Regions from separate parts of the Mus musculus genome. Here regions 1 and 2 are each linked to region 3. The links are chromatin contacts, called in public promoter capture Hi-C maps. All regions are on one chromosome and are shown on one strand. Each heading gives the region's core, a stretch centred on a gene start, on an enhancer-like site or on the middle of the called end of the contact. The rest is flanking DNA. Distances are from core to core; before and after follow the strand shown. Region 1 holds the start of Kdm4a (lysine (K)-specific demethylase 4A). Region 2 holds the start of Tesk2 (testis-specific kinase 2). Region 3 holds the start of Tmem53 (transmembrane protein 53).

Region 1 (3,701 bases), core at 1,130-3,629, 930 kb after region 3:
TCTGTTCCGTTTAAAAAGAACCCGAGGGGGCTGGTGAGATGGCTCAGTGGGTAAGAGCACCCGACCGCTCTTCCGAAGGTTCGGAGTTCAAATCCCAGCAACCACATGGTGGCTCACAACCATCCGTAACAAAATCTGACTCCCTCTTCTGGATTGTTTGAAGACAGCTACAGTGTACTTACATATAATAAATAAATAAATCTTTAAAAAAAAAAAAAAAAAAAAAAGAACCCGAGGAAACCAGAAGATGCCCAGCAGCCCAGCACGAGGGAGAAAGAAGGCAGGATGTAGAGTTAGTAATCCAACATCTACAATGAGTACACCTGGTCAAGGGGAATAATGTGGTGGTGGTAACACTCCTTTAATCCCAGTACTCAGGAGGCAGAGGCAGGTCAACCTGGTTTACAGAATGAGTTCTAGGACAGCCAGAGCTTCTAAAAAGCTTCCTATGGGCTGTTTTCTGGAGCACGGCATCACAAGATTCTAAACCACTGAGAAGTCACTTAGCTGCAGACTCTAAGGCTTCAGGGGGTTCAAGTTTTAAAAGTACTTTGATAGTAACAGTATGTTAGGAGTTTAAAACACTGAAGGGAAACTCTTCTATCTAAATCAAAATGGTTTCAGCAGTACTCAATGAACTCCGATGGCTCAACTGCACTGAAAGCAGGCAATGAGCTGGCAATACAGGGCACACTCCCCAACTGCCGGGAGAAAATACATAGACATTTTTGGATGAGGTCCTCAAGTAAGTGGGCAGAGCCTAAACCCAGTGTTGGTAATACAACAGATCGCCACAATCGCCACAACCAGAAAAAGACAATGCATGCTAAAAAGGAGCCAGTTTAGAAGCAAAACTGGTATGTCCTTCACTGGACCTCCTCACTCACAGCCCAGGAGTTCTGTTTCCTCAAAGCCACTGGCAGTCCTACTCACTATACAGGAGAAAGCTGCCTACAACCTGCCCACAACCTAGCATGGGTTTTGGGAAGCAGCATGGAGGCAAACTCCAGGGCATTAAACAGAAACCCTGTCATGGTAACTCTTGGGTTTCCATTCCACTCCAAGGGAGGGATTTCTGGCTAGGCATTTTTCATTAACTTTGCATAAAAGATATACTGTTATCCCTGCTTTACATACCAGGAAATGTATCCAAAGTGCCCCCTCTAAAGCATCTTCTACCACTTTCTGCTACCTCAGCTCTAATACTTACATGAACTAAGACTTCTCTGAAAGTGTGGAGGAACTTGAAGCCTATTCAATTTAGGAGACTTTTCCTTTTAAAAGGAAATTTTCAATATATTCTACTTTTGAAATTTTTACAAAAAGGTATCATAAATATCAGACTGGGGCTCCTCCCCTGGGCTTCAAAGGTGGTCACAATGTTGCTTCATCTGCCTCTAGCTCTGTTTATCTTTGTGTGTCCAGAAGCTAGAACAATGCTCGCCACAAAGTAGGCACTCAGTAACTGCTGAATAACTCATATCCTCTGCTCACTTTAGCGGATCATCCCATTACTTTAACTCTAGGGTTCCATTCCCGCGATCTATTCCCTTGGGGAAATCTGGTCTGGGGCACCTTCCCGTCCGCCTTCAGCAACAAAGCAAAGAGTACCGGGAGCTAAACCTTCGGCTCTAGAGTGAAAACTCTGAATACCGGTCTGATCTCTGTCACTTTTTAACACCTTGGCTGTGTGAATGGACTGGATGAGTCTCAGTTTCTCCACCTGCAAAATGGGGACCCCAAACCCCTGCCTTGATGGATCGTATGATTAACTTAGATGATGCAAGCGAGCCCTAAACGCTAGGCCCGGTAAGCACTCCATAAAGGCAGCTGTTGCTAACAGTGACCTGAAACTCCCGCACTCTCCGCCCCCGCAGCCACCCCCGCGGCATCCCTCCAAAGGCAGCCCGGTTCCCAGTGTCCCCACACACCACTTACAGACACTGCCCCTCCCGGCCCCACCGCCTAGGCGAGGGAGGCCCGGCCGCAGGAAGAAGAAAATAAGGCCCAGTGGGCCCGCCCCCCTCTCCCGACGCCCATTGGCCACTAGAGATTGGAAAGAACCAATCGCAAAACTTATTTTAGAAGCTCCTTTCTCTATTGCTCAAACCCCATGTCGATCACAGAGCACAGAAAGACCCACCTCACCACCCTCCCCCACTGGAGCTCACGGCCAAGGGTTTTGGCAGCATCAACCCCTTGGGGAATCCAAAACCCGATGGCTCTCACCTGGAGCCTAAAGCCCTAGCAGGGCTCAGGCCCGATTGCTGTTGTCGCCACTCGCCGATCCCACTGTCTTTCTTGAGGGCGAAAGACAGAGCTCCGCCTCCTTTAAAGTCTGACTCTGCGCAGCCTCACAGAGCCCATAGTCAACCAACCCAAGAATGGCTTTAGGTCCTCAGCTAACCAATGAACACTCACTACACCGACTCGGCGTCTGGAACTACGAGTCCGCTTAGCCTATGAGCGTCGTCTCGAGCTGTTGCCAGGAGAAAACGCTGAGCCTCCGGGGACTGGGGCCACTGAGCATCAGGGCTGGATCCAGAGTTAGCCTATCAGAGGCTGACTCAGATCTCCATAGTTAAGCTGGGTAGAAAGAAGCGAATACCCTGAAATGGGCTAGCCGGTTATGGGGAAGGGCGAGCAGGTGGTTATAGGATGTTTCTAGCGAAAGGATAAGCCTAATTTTCTTGGAGTAACTCCTTTGCCTAAGATATAAAGGCGATGGAAGACCTCCGGGAAAGTTTCTAAAGTCAAGGAGTTCAGAGAACGTGACCAGCATGTCCAAGTTTGCCCAGTACTCTCAGTTTGACTCTCTTCTCTAAGAAGCCCCTCGCCTGCTGGCAAGGCGGGTTAGGTAAAGATCTGCTCCAGGAGAAGGAGCCCTGGGGGGTCATTAGGACAGATCCTGAAGGAAGATATCCCTGAGGCTTTTTAAAAGCGGCTCCCCTTGAGCGAAAATTTGGGGTCATTAGCAGCTCTTGGAGCGAACAGGGTGATTCTAAGAATCATTAAAGGCACTTCAGGGGGCCGAACAGGATCCCTAGAAGTCATTAGGAGCAGTTCCTGAGAGGCTGTGAGCAGCCTTAAGGAGTTCCCAGATTGTCAAGGACGATGAAGAAAGAGAGGTTAACACCCTTATAAGTCAAATAAGGAGGAGAACTCACTAGGGCATAAAACATGAGCAAAATTCCCGATAGCACCGGGAAGAAGAGTTGTATTGTGTTTGAACTGCTTTCAAAACCAACCCTTCGGTACAGAGAGATGACTGAGAGGAAAGGCACAAGTCTTATGATCTGAGGTAAGCTGTTGAAGGAGAGAATCAATACAAGTTCACAAGATGTCCTCTGACTTTAGTGGATTGCAGTGTCACCGCCGCCACAAACACACTAAATAAATAGGTTAAAAAAAAAAAAAGTAAGCTGGGCGGTGGTGGCACATGCCTTTAATCCTAGCACTTGGGAGGCAGAGGCAGGCAGATTTCTGAGTTTGAGGCCAGCCTGGTCTACAAAGTGAGTTCCAGGACAGCCAGAGCTATACAGAGAAACCCGGTCTCAAAAAATACCAAAAAAAAAAAAAAAAAAAAGTTTTTAAACAACTTCTCGTCCATGCCTGGATTTTTCAAGGGGAACAAATTCAGGAGAGTTGAGATGGATGGCAAGAGTTTACCAATGTTAACTAAAAGGAGATACTTCATAGAA
Region 2 (3,813 bases), core at 805-3,304, 530 kb before region 3:
GTTGTCCAGGCTTGCTTTAGACTCTTTATATAGCCAAAGGTGGCCTTGTTCCTCCTGTCGCCACACCCCAGGTATTATAGGTATGTAGACCATACCTGGCTTGTTTGTGTACATTCATGCTACCGAGTACATGTTGGGATTAGGAGGCAGCTCTGGTGTTGGTCTTTGCCTCCCACCTTCCAGGAGTGCTGGGATGACAGACTCTTCCTCAGGTTTGCACGGTAACTACTTGAACCCTTGGTGTTGTTGTTTTTCCTCCTTCCTCTATTTAATAGTTTTTATTTTGAGGCCAGGTATCAAGTGTCCCAGGCTGGTCTAGACTCCATATCTAGCTGAGGATGACCTTGAACTCCTGAAATCCTGCCTCCACTTTCTGAATGGTGATTTGATAGGAGTGTGACACCACATCTGGGCGCCGTGCATACTAACACTGCCAAATGGACTGCATCTCCAGCCCCAAATTTAAAAAATTTTTGTTATTTAGATCCACATTTAACACAAGCCTTTTCGCCAAGCCTCTCTCTGTCTTTCACTGGGCAGATAATTTATCTGGCATGGTGGCATTAGCTCCGATTGCTACCAGTAGTATTTATCAACTGTTTGTATCAAGCTCTATGGGAGACACACTTGCAAGGGTGCCAAATCTTTCAACAGAAATGTTAAAGGACAACGGTGGAACAGTGGGTCTGAACTGCCACCAGGTGGCAGCACATAATTTATGTCAGAAAGATCCTGAACAGGCCAAGAGAACTGTGCCTGAGTACCTCCCTTCAGAGATTCTGTGAGCTAATTACTCTTCCTCAAACAATTCCCTGTTTAGGTTATGCTTCTGTTCAAGGATAAATCACACAGCATTTAAAATAAAAAGATAATTTTATTATTTAAACTCCACTCATGTTCAGCCTCTTGCAATTTTATTTCCTACTATACATTTTCATAAACTCAGCTGTCAGTAGCACTACATTCCATTGGTGTTATTATTTTCAGTGCTGGGAATTGAACCCTGGACCACATGGTACATTACCATTGCTTTCTGCCCCTAGTATTTATTTATTTATTTATTTTTTTTTGTTATTCGAGACAGGGTTTCTCTGTGCAGCCCTGGCTGTCTTGGAACTCACTCGGTAGACCAGGCTGGCCTCGAACTCAGAAATCCGCCTGCCTCTGCCTCCTGAGTGCTGGGATTAAAGGCGTGCGCCACCATGCTCGGCTCCTAGACATATTTTAATTATGTCTCACATGCTAAAGATTTCTGAAGGGAGGCCCCTAAACCGTTGGGAGTAAGACCTATATCCCACTGCTCTTATTCTTCTTTAGCAGTCTGTTCAGCTATAAAATTATGAACCCTTGAGATCCATGGCTATGGAAAGTGTGAGGAAATCTGTACCTGATGAACAGTTGGGTAGAATTGTTATTCCCTTCGAAGATCTTTCATATCTCTCCTTTCCATCTAGCTGGTGATACCAATCCTCTAAGCCTTCCCTGAATTCAATCTCTCCCTTTGGCATTTCGTTTAAGTTATACTTACTGCTCTTTCTCAAGTTGTTAGGAATTATGTGCTAATTTTAGCTTGTCAATATACTGCGTTCCTGCAGGACACTGCATTCGATCCAGCAGAACACCTTATTCAAAAGCCGCGCCAGTTTAGTGCTTGTTTAATTGGCTTAATTAATTTACCATTCGCTTCTGTTTGGGGGGGTTTGATTGGTCTCTCTTGTGTCCCGCCCTCTGAGACTCTTTAGACTAGGTTTTCCCCAAGGTGAATTCTCTCCGGTTCCGCTTTTTCAACACACTGTCCCCTCTGTTTTTAACTCCACTCTCTTCCTATTGGTTCCCTTCATCTTCTAAGAGTTGGCGCCGAGCGTTGCTGATTGGCTTTTCTGTACGCCCATTGTGCCCACCCTCGTACCACGTGGCATTCCTAACGTTAATTGGGCAACTCTATTAGCTCGTTTGTCAAAGGTTGACGATTGATTGGCTGCTCTGAGGGAGGCCTGAGGAGGGGGCGGAGCTCACGGGGCCCCGCCCCCAGCCCCCTGCCCCCCAGGCGTTTCAGACACTCACCGGCGGGGAGCCGAGAGTTTCCAGCTGCCTTCTCAGTCCCAGCGGTGATCCGCCTCCGGGCCCCGCCGAGTAGGCGGGGGAAAGCAGCTCAGACCGCAAGGCCATGGCAGTAGCCTCCAGCTCCTGCGCCGCCGCTGGCCCTGAGCAATCTCCGGCTTCTGCCCAAGGGACCCTCACCTCCTCCGCAGGCTAAACAGCCGCGGCCGGGAGCTGCTATGCTCGCTCTGGGCCGCTGCCTCCCTTACCCTCTGGCCGGCGCAGACGCCCCCTCCGCGGCTCAGTTGTGCCTCAGGTAACGTCGGGAGAGTGCCTGGGGACCAAGGCTCGGCATCCCTGCCCTGCGCGCAGCTTGGCTCATGGGTCGCTGAGCACTGGACAATCCGGTGCTGTACTTGAGATTCTCAAAGAAGCGGGGACTGTCTCTTGCCCCTCTCCCCCTTTCCTTCTCAGTTCCCTCCGGGTCCCGGGACAGTCCCCACCTCGTCTCAGGGGTCAAGAACCCATTGGACGTTATACTCAAAAGGGTTGTTTGTGTCTGACCTTCCTCACTTGTGAAGTTGTGGAATCCTTCACGTCCCGTTCCCCTACTGAGTGTGCCTCACTAGTCTCCGAGCCCCCTTCTCCCTCTGAGATCTGGATTCCCTCCGAAACGTGCTCATCTCTCCTAACCACCCTGACTCCTATCCTAAGAGACTTCTCTCCTTTTTATTCACGTTCTTACCCTTCATTTTGAAGAAGACTCTTATCTAAACTACGATTCTGATTTAGTTGGAAATAAAAGCCAGATTAGTCCAATTGAAAAACCTTTTAATTTAAACCTCTGAGAAAAACTTGTTAAAGAATTTGGACTTTATTTGTAGGCATACGGAGCCATTGAAGGTTGTAAGCAGGAGTTTGATATGGATTATCTCTGGAAAATGTGAAAGAAAGATTGAAAGTAAGACCGGAGGGCAGAAGGCCCAGGTAGTCAGGAGGCTGCTGTGTTTTGTGCGTGAGAAGAGGATGAATGGACTGGAATAGTTGTGGAAAATGAAGAGAATGGCATGAAATTCCAAGAATTTTAGAATAGAATTTAGAGGGTTTTTTGCTTTCTGCTTTTCTACATAAGGGCTTTCTCATTGGTTTATGGTATTGGGTTGGTGGTGCTAACAATGTAAAGAAGTAGATCTGAAGAATGATAAGTTGGGTTGTGGACAAGTTCAACCCGAGTTTTTCAAATAGAGGTGGAAAGTTGCTCATAGAACTGATTAAGTTAGGCTCTAAAGACATAAATTGGAATTAAATAGGAATACTTGAAACCTTAGCACCCCCTCGTAGTACTCCAGAAAGCGGAGAATTGGGCTGTGGACAGAGGCAGCATTGCTGAGGATAACAGACACTGAAGAGAGCTAGAACACTGTGGCAGTATCACAGAAGCCAAAGACAGTCTCCAGAAGGGAGGGGGATACCAGGCGCTTCCCAGGTCAAGCAGCAGGAGAGTGTGAAGCCACGAGTCTGGCAATTAGGAAGTGACTTGTTTTCTTTCAAAGGCAGTTTTGATAATCTGGTGGTTGTAATGCAGTGGTCAGCCCACGGATTTAGGAGTAAGTGGAAGGCAGGCGGCAGTGAGCAGCACATCTGCCTTCTTTCTCTCTTTTTCTGCTTGTTTGAGGGTAGGCCAGCCGGGAATTATGCGTGTTATCACACTAGACTGGTCTTATTTTTATTGTGATCAGTTATCTGTAGATAAATCAGCTTTCTCTGGAGGTT
Region 3 (4,261 bases), core at 386-2,885:
CCATCACTTGTCATTTTTTTTTTTTTTTTTGAGGGATTTTCCACTGAATCTGGATCTTGCTGATTTGGCCAAAGTGACTGGCCAGCAAGTCTCTGGGATATGCCTGATTCTGCCTCCTCGGTTCTGGGAAAGCTGTGTGCCCCCCCACACCCCCCCCGCAGCTTTTTAAAAAAAGATTTATTTATTTATCATATCTAAGCGCACTGTAGCTGTCTTCAGACACCTCAGAAGAGGGCATCAGATCTCATTACAGATGGTTGTGAGCCACCATGTGGTTGCTGGGATTTGAATTCAGGACCTTCAAAAGAGCAGTCAGTGCTCTTAACCACTGAGTAATCTCTCCAGCCCCCCCCCCCCGCCCCCGAAGCCTTTATGTGTGTCCTGGGGGTCTAAGTTGGTTCCTCACACTAGCTCAGCCATCTCCCCAGTTACTCCTCAGCAGTGTAAAGTGAGAGTCCCCACGGTTGGGGGCCATATGCTTTCACATACCCAATTCCCCTGTGATTTTATCTTTTATCTCTTTGCTGGATCTCTCTCATCTGAACAAAAGCCTGTACCTCCTAGCGGTTGCCAGCGAATGACAAAATAACTTGCCTTGCAAGTGTTCCATCCCCCCTCTTTCTTTTAAGACAAGTCTCATGTAGCATAGGCTAGCCTGGAACTTGTTATGTAGCTGAGGATGGCTTGAAGCATTTAGACTCCTGGCTGGGATTCCAGGGACATACCACTATGCTGTCACCTCCCACTCACTCTCAAGCCACTGACTCTTTTGTTCACTGGAATGGCACTTGCAAAGGTTGCTAACAACTTCTTTGTAAATCCAGTGCCATCTTTGAGGTTTTATTTACCGTATTAATCATCAGCCCTCAATACTTTCCTCCTGGTTTCTGTCTCCTACACACCATACCCACTCATTCCCATCACCCAAATAGCTTCTTTTTCTGTTTATGTATGTATGCATGTATGTGTTTATTTATTTATTTTGGACAGGGTGTCTCTGTGTAGCCCTGGCTGTCCTGGAGATAGATCAGGATGGTCTCAAACTCACAGAGTTCAACTCCTCACAGCTGGAATTAAATGCATGCGCCATTATGCCCAGCTCAGAAAATATTTACTAAATGTAAGAAAGCTGTACTCCTGTACTCGTCTAAACTACTTGGACTCACACATGAAAGGCCATGTCTTATTACCCGAAGACCCCTTTCCAGTCAGGCAACCAGTCTCAACCCACAGGTTTAGAAGGACCCGTTGGCACGCGCCGCCTAACACTGTTTTGTTCGTTTTTTCTGCCTCCAGCCTGGGAACTGCTGCTGGCGATGGAGGTAGATGTAGTTAGAGGTGCAAGTTCAAGTTTTCTACCAAGTACCAGAAGACAAAGTTCTGAGATGCCCTCTGCAGACCCGTAATACTTCATTCAACTCTCCCACCGACTCTTACCTTCACAGGAGGGTGCGGTCGCTCCGAGAGCGCTGCCCCACTGACCAATACTTGATCCAAGATCAAGAGAGTCAGCCAATTGCTGGGGCCCAAAGACAGTAGGGGCGGGGCGCGGTTGCTAGGGCCGGGCTAGTGGGTGCCGCCCGAGGCGCGAAGCGACTCCCTGGTTGCTAGGCAGGGAGGTCACAGAGTGCGGCTCGGGGATTGGACAGCGCTGGGCGTGGGCGGGGAGGGGCGTGGCCCGGCGGCGTCCCGGCCCCGCCGAGGTGAAACTGCGGGAGTTCCGGCGGGAGGCCTGTGCTGAAGACCCGCACCTTCACCATGGCCTCGGCCGAGCTGGATTACAGCATCGAGATCCCGGATCAGCCCTGCTGGAGCCAGAGTATGGAGGGGGATTGGGAAGGTGACCTAACAGCGATGCCCCGCCCACCCTGCGGCCCGCCCTCCCTCGGCCCGCCCCCTTCGGGGGTCCCGCAGGGCTGGCTAGAGCTTGCGGGGCGCTCCCAGCCCCGCCCCCCGTGCCCCGCCCCCAGTCGACTGAGGGTCTTTCTGTTCCACAACAGGTTCTCAAGGTTCTGCTTCCCTTTGTAGCTGGAGGCCCTTCAAGGTTCATTCTAATTCTTTTGTTTTGGATTCTCGCTCCTCATTTGCAAGTGTGACTAGGCCCATCCTTCATTTTTGCAGAGGTTTGGATTCCTGGGGGAGCCTCTGGTCCTCAGAAAAGCCAAGGGACTCAGCAAGCCTAGTCCTGCCCTTCTCAGCTCACCCTGGCAGTGGTTAACAGAATGGTCGGTTAGGCCGGGTGGAATTCTGTTGAAATCCTATCCCTTTAGTAATTGGATGACCTTCGGCAAACTTTCAACTTTGAATTTTAGTTTTCCTGGAGCAAAGCTGAGGAAAAATTGCTGGTTGCACAACTGAGATTATTTGTGTAAAGGACTTGGCATGAATCCTGATGGAAGTAAGCTTAGTAGTTGGCATTTAAACTTAACGTGTGTGTGTGTGTGTGTGTGTGTGTGTGTTTAACCCTCCTAAGGCCATATCATTAAAAAAAGATGTGTGGGAGGCCTCCTAAGATTAGTAGCTTGTAAAGTAGTGTAAGTTGTTGGACCAGAGAATGGAAGGTTGTCCCTTTTGGAAACTGGGGCAGAGGAGGCTTGGAGTACAGGTCGGCCAATGCTGCTCTTTGGTGTTTCCAGTCCACTGCCCCGCACTTGTCCAGCTCATCATAAAGTTTAGCTAGGGGGTGCTTCCTTCAAAAGCCTCCCCAGAGCCAGGTGGTGGTGGCGCACACCTTTAATCCCAGCACTTGGGAGACAGAAGCAGGCGGTTTTCTGAGTTCGAGGCCAGCATGGTCTACAGAGTGAGTTCCAGTACAGCCAGGACTACACAGAGAAACCCTGTCTCAAAAAACCAAAAAACCAAAACCAAAAACAAAAAAAGTCTCCCCAGGCCTCCCTTCCTATGCCCTCCTGTCCCACTGTGTGTTTCTTGCTTGGAATCTATCTAGGATGGGGCAGGGGCCTCTCATCTCCTAAAGCACGAAGGAAGGACTGCCACTATCTGTTTCTCCCTAGAGGTGGATCGTTGGGCTTATAGATGTGAAAGGACTTTTGAAGAATTTTTGACAATAGCATTAGATGAAGTCAGTTACTATTTCTGTCTTGGCAGAACCATCAGCTGCAAAGGGCTGGTTCTCCATTCTGCAAGGCCAGGAGGGTAGGGACTCTCTCTCTCCCCACGTGGGTAGAGACAGTCTTATTTATTTAGGCAGGACTGGGGGATTGAACGCAGGGCCTCATGCGTGCTAAGGCAAGTGCTTTACCACTGTGTCATACTCAGCCCGCATTAACTTTGATTGCATATTTATTTATTTGTGTGTGTGCATGCACACCGTAGTGTATGTGCACAGGTCAGAGGACAGTTGGTAGCAGTTGGTTCTCTTTTCCTTCTGGGTGGGCTGGAGCGCTAGCTCAGGTCCTGTGCTTTGTCAGTAAGTGCTTCTCCCTGCTGAGCCGACTCACCAGCTCAGCCTTCCTTTTATGACAGTTGTCTTGACTGGCCTTGAACTTACTCTGTAGCCCAAACGAGCTTGAAATTGCCAATATCCTCTAATCTTTCCCAGTAGCTAACGTTCCAGGCCTGTTGTAGAAATTGTTAGAAAGCACTTCCTATTGAGCCACATTAGCCTCACATCCCTTCTGCTCAGTTCAGCTTTTGCTGTGTCCCTGCCTTGGGCTAGTTATTGGCACCTCAAGCGTTTCATGTTCAGATGCCATGCAGAGAGCTGTGGTTTTCTGGAGGGAGGGAATGTAGAAGCAGATGGTTTTGCAATGATGTGGATACTATCTAGAAAGTGAGCCTTCTTCCTCTCGAAGGGACAGCGTTCCTGCTTCCTCAAACCTTTCCTCCAAGAGGAAGTTCCTCCAGGGCTCACGGTTGTTTCCACTGCTTCCCTCTCATGGTGCATGCTCCAGACTTAAGCCAGAGGTGATGGAATGTTTCCTTAACCCTAACCCTAACCCTGACCCCAGGTGCACTGTGGGCTCTGAAACCTCTGGCTTCTCCTCTGCAGAGAGCTCCTCTACAGGTTTGCCTGGCTACACAGAATGACTTTCCTGGAAGGCTGGGGGCAGAGACTGCCCTTCCTCTGTGGTTAGTGTTTACTGAGGAAGTGTGTAGGACTGTCAGTCATATTTCGGTTTGGGAACTGCCTCCCTCCCAATAGGAAGTCAAAGCCACAGAGTCAAGCTCTGCACTGAATTGGCAGCAAGGTGAGCAGCCAGTGGAGCGGTGGGCTGCAGTAATTTGGAGCCCTGGGCTT

What was found. Promoter capture Hi-C pulls out the DNA fragments that hold promoters and counts their contacts. Capture Hi-C pulls out chosen DNA fragments and counts their contacts.
Region 1: a promoter capture Hi-C map of pre-B cells shows a contact between it and region 3. The contact joins the promoter of Kdm4a here to the promoter of Tmem53 in region 3. A contact is called at or near these places in 3 of 39 promoter capture datasets (the 3T3-L1 cell line, 3T3-L1-derived adipocytes and pre-B cells).
Region 2: a promoter capture Hi-C map of adipose tissue shows a contact between it and region 3, with 2.1 times the contacts expected there. The contact joins the promoter of Tesk2 here to the promoter of Tmem53 in region 3. A contact is called at or near these places in 2 of 39 promoter capture datasets (liver and pre-B cells), 1 of 115 datasets of contacts at active chromatin or transcription factors (pancreatic cancer cells) and 1 of 9 other capture datasets (adipose tissue).

What each region holds. Positions count from the first base shown.
Region 1 is chr4:118,177,664-118,181,364 of GRCm38.p6, forward strand. Kdm4a (lysine (K)-specific demethylase 4A) reads right to left here and starts at 2,380. Exons shown (of 22, transcript NM_001161823.1): 1 at 2,230-2,380.
Region 2 is chr4:116,718,901-116,722,713 of GRCm38.p6, forward strand. It overlaps Tesk2 (testis-specific kinase 2), which reads left to right and starts at 2,055. Exons shown (of 11, transcript NM_146151.4): 1 at 2,055-2,356.
Region 3 is chr4:117,250,316-117,254,576 of GRCm38.p6, forward strand. Tmem53 (transmembrane protein 53) reads left to right here and starts at 1,636. Exons shown (of 3, transcript NM_026837.3): 1 at 1,636-1,819. The coding sequence starts at 1,759. It overlaps Armh1 (armadillo-like helical domain containing 1), which reads right to left and starts at 1,602. Exons shown (of 13, transcript NM_001145637.1): 1 at 1,438-1,602.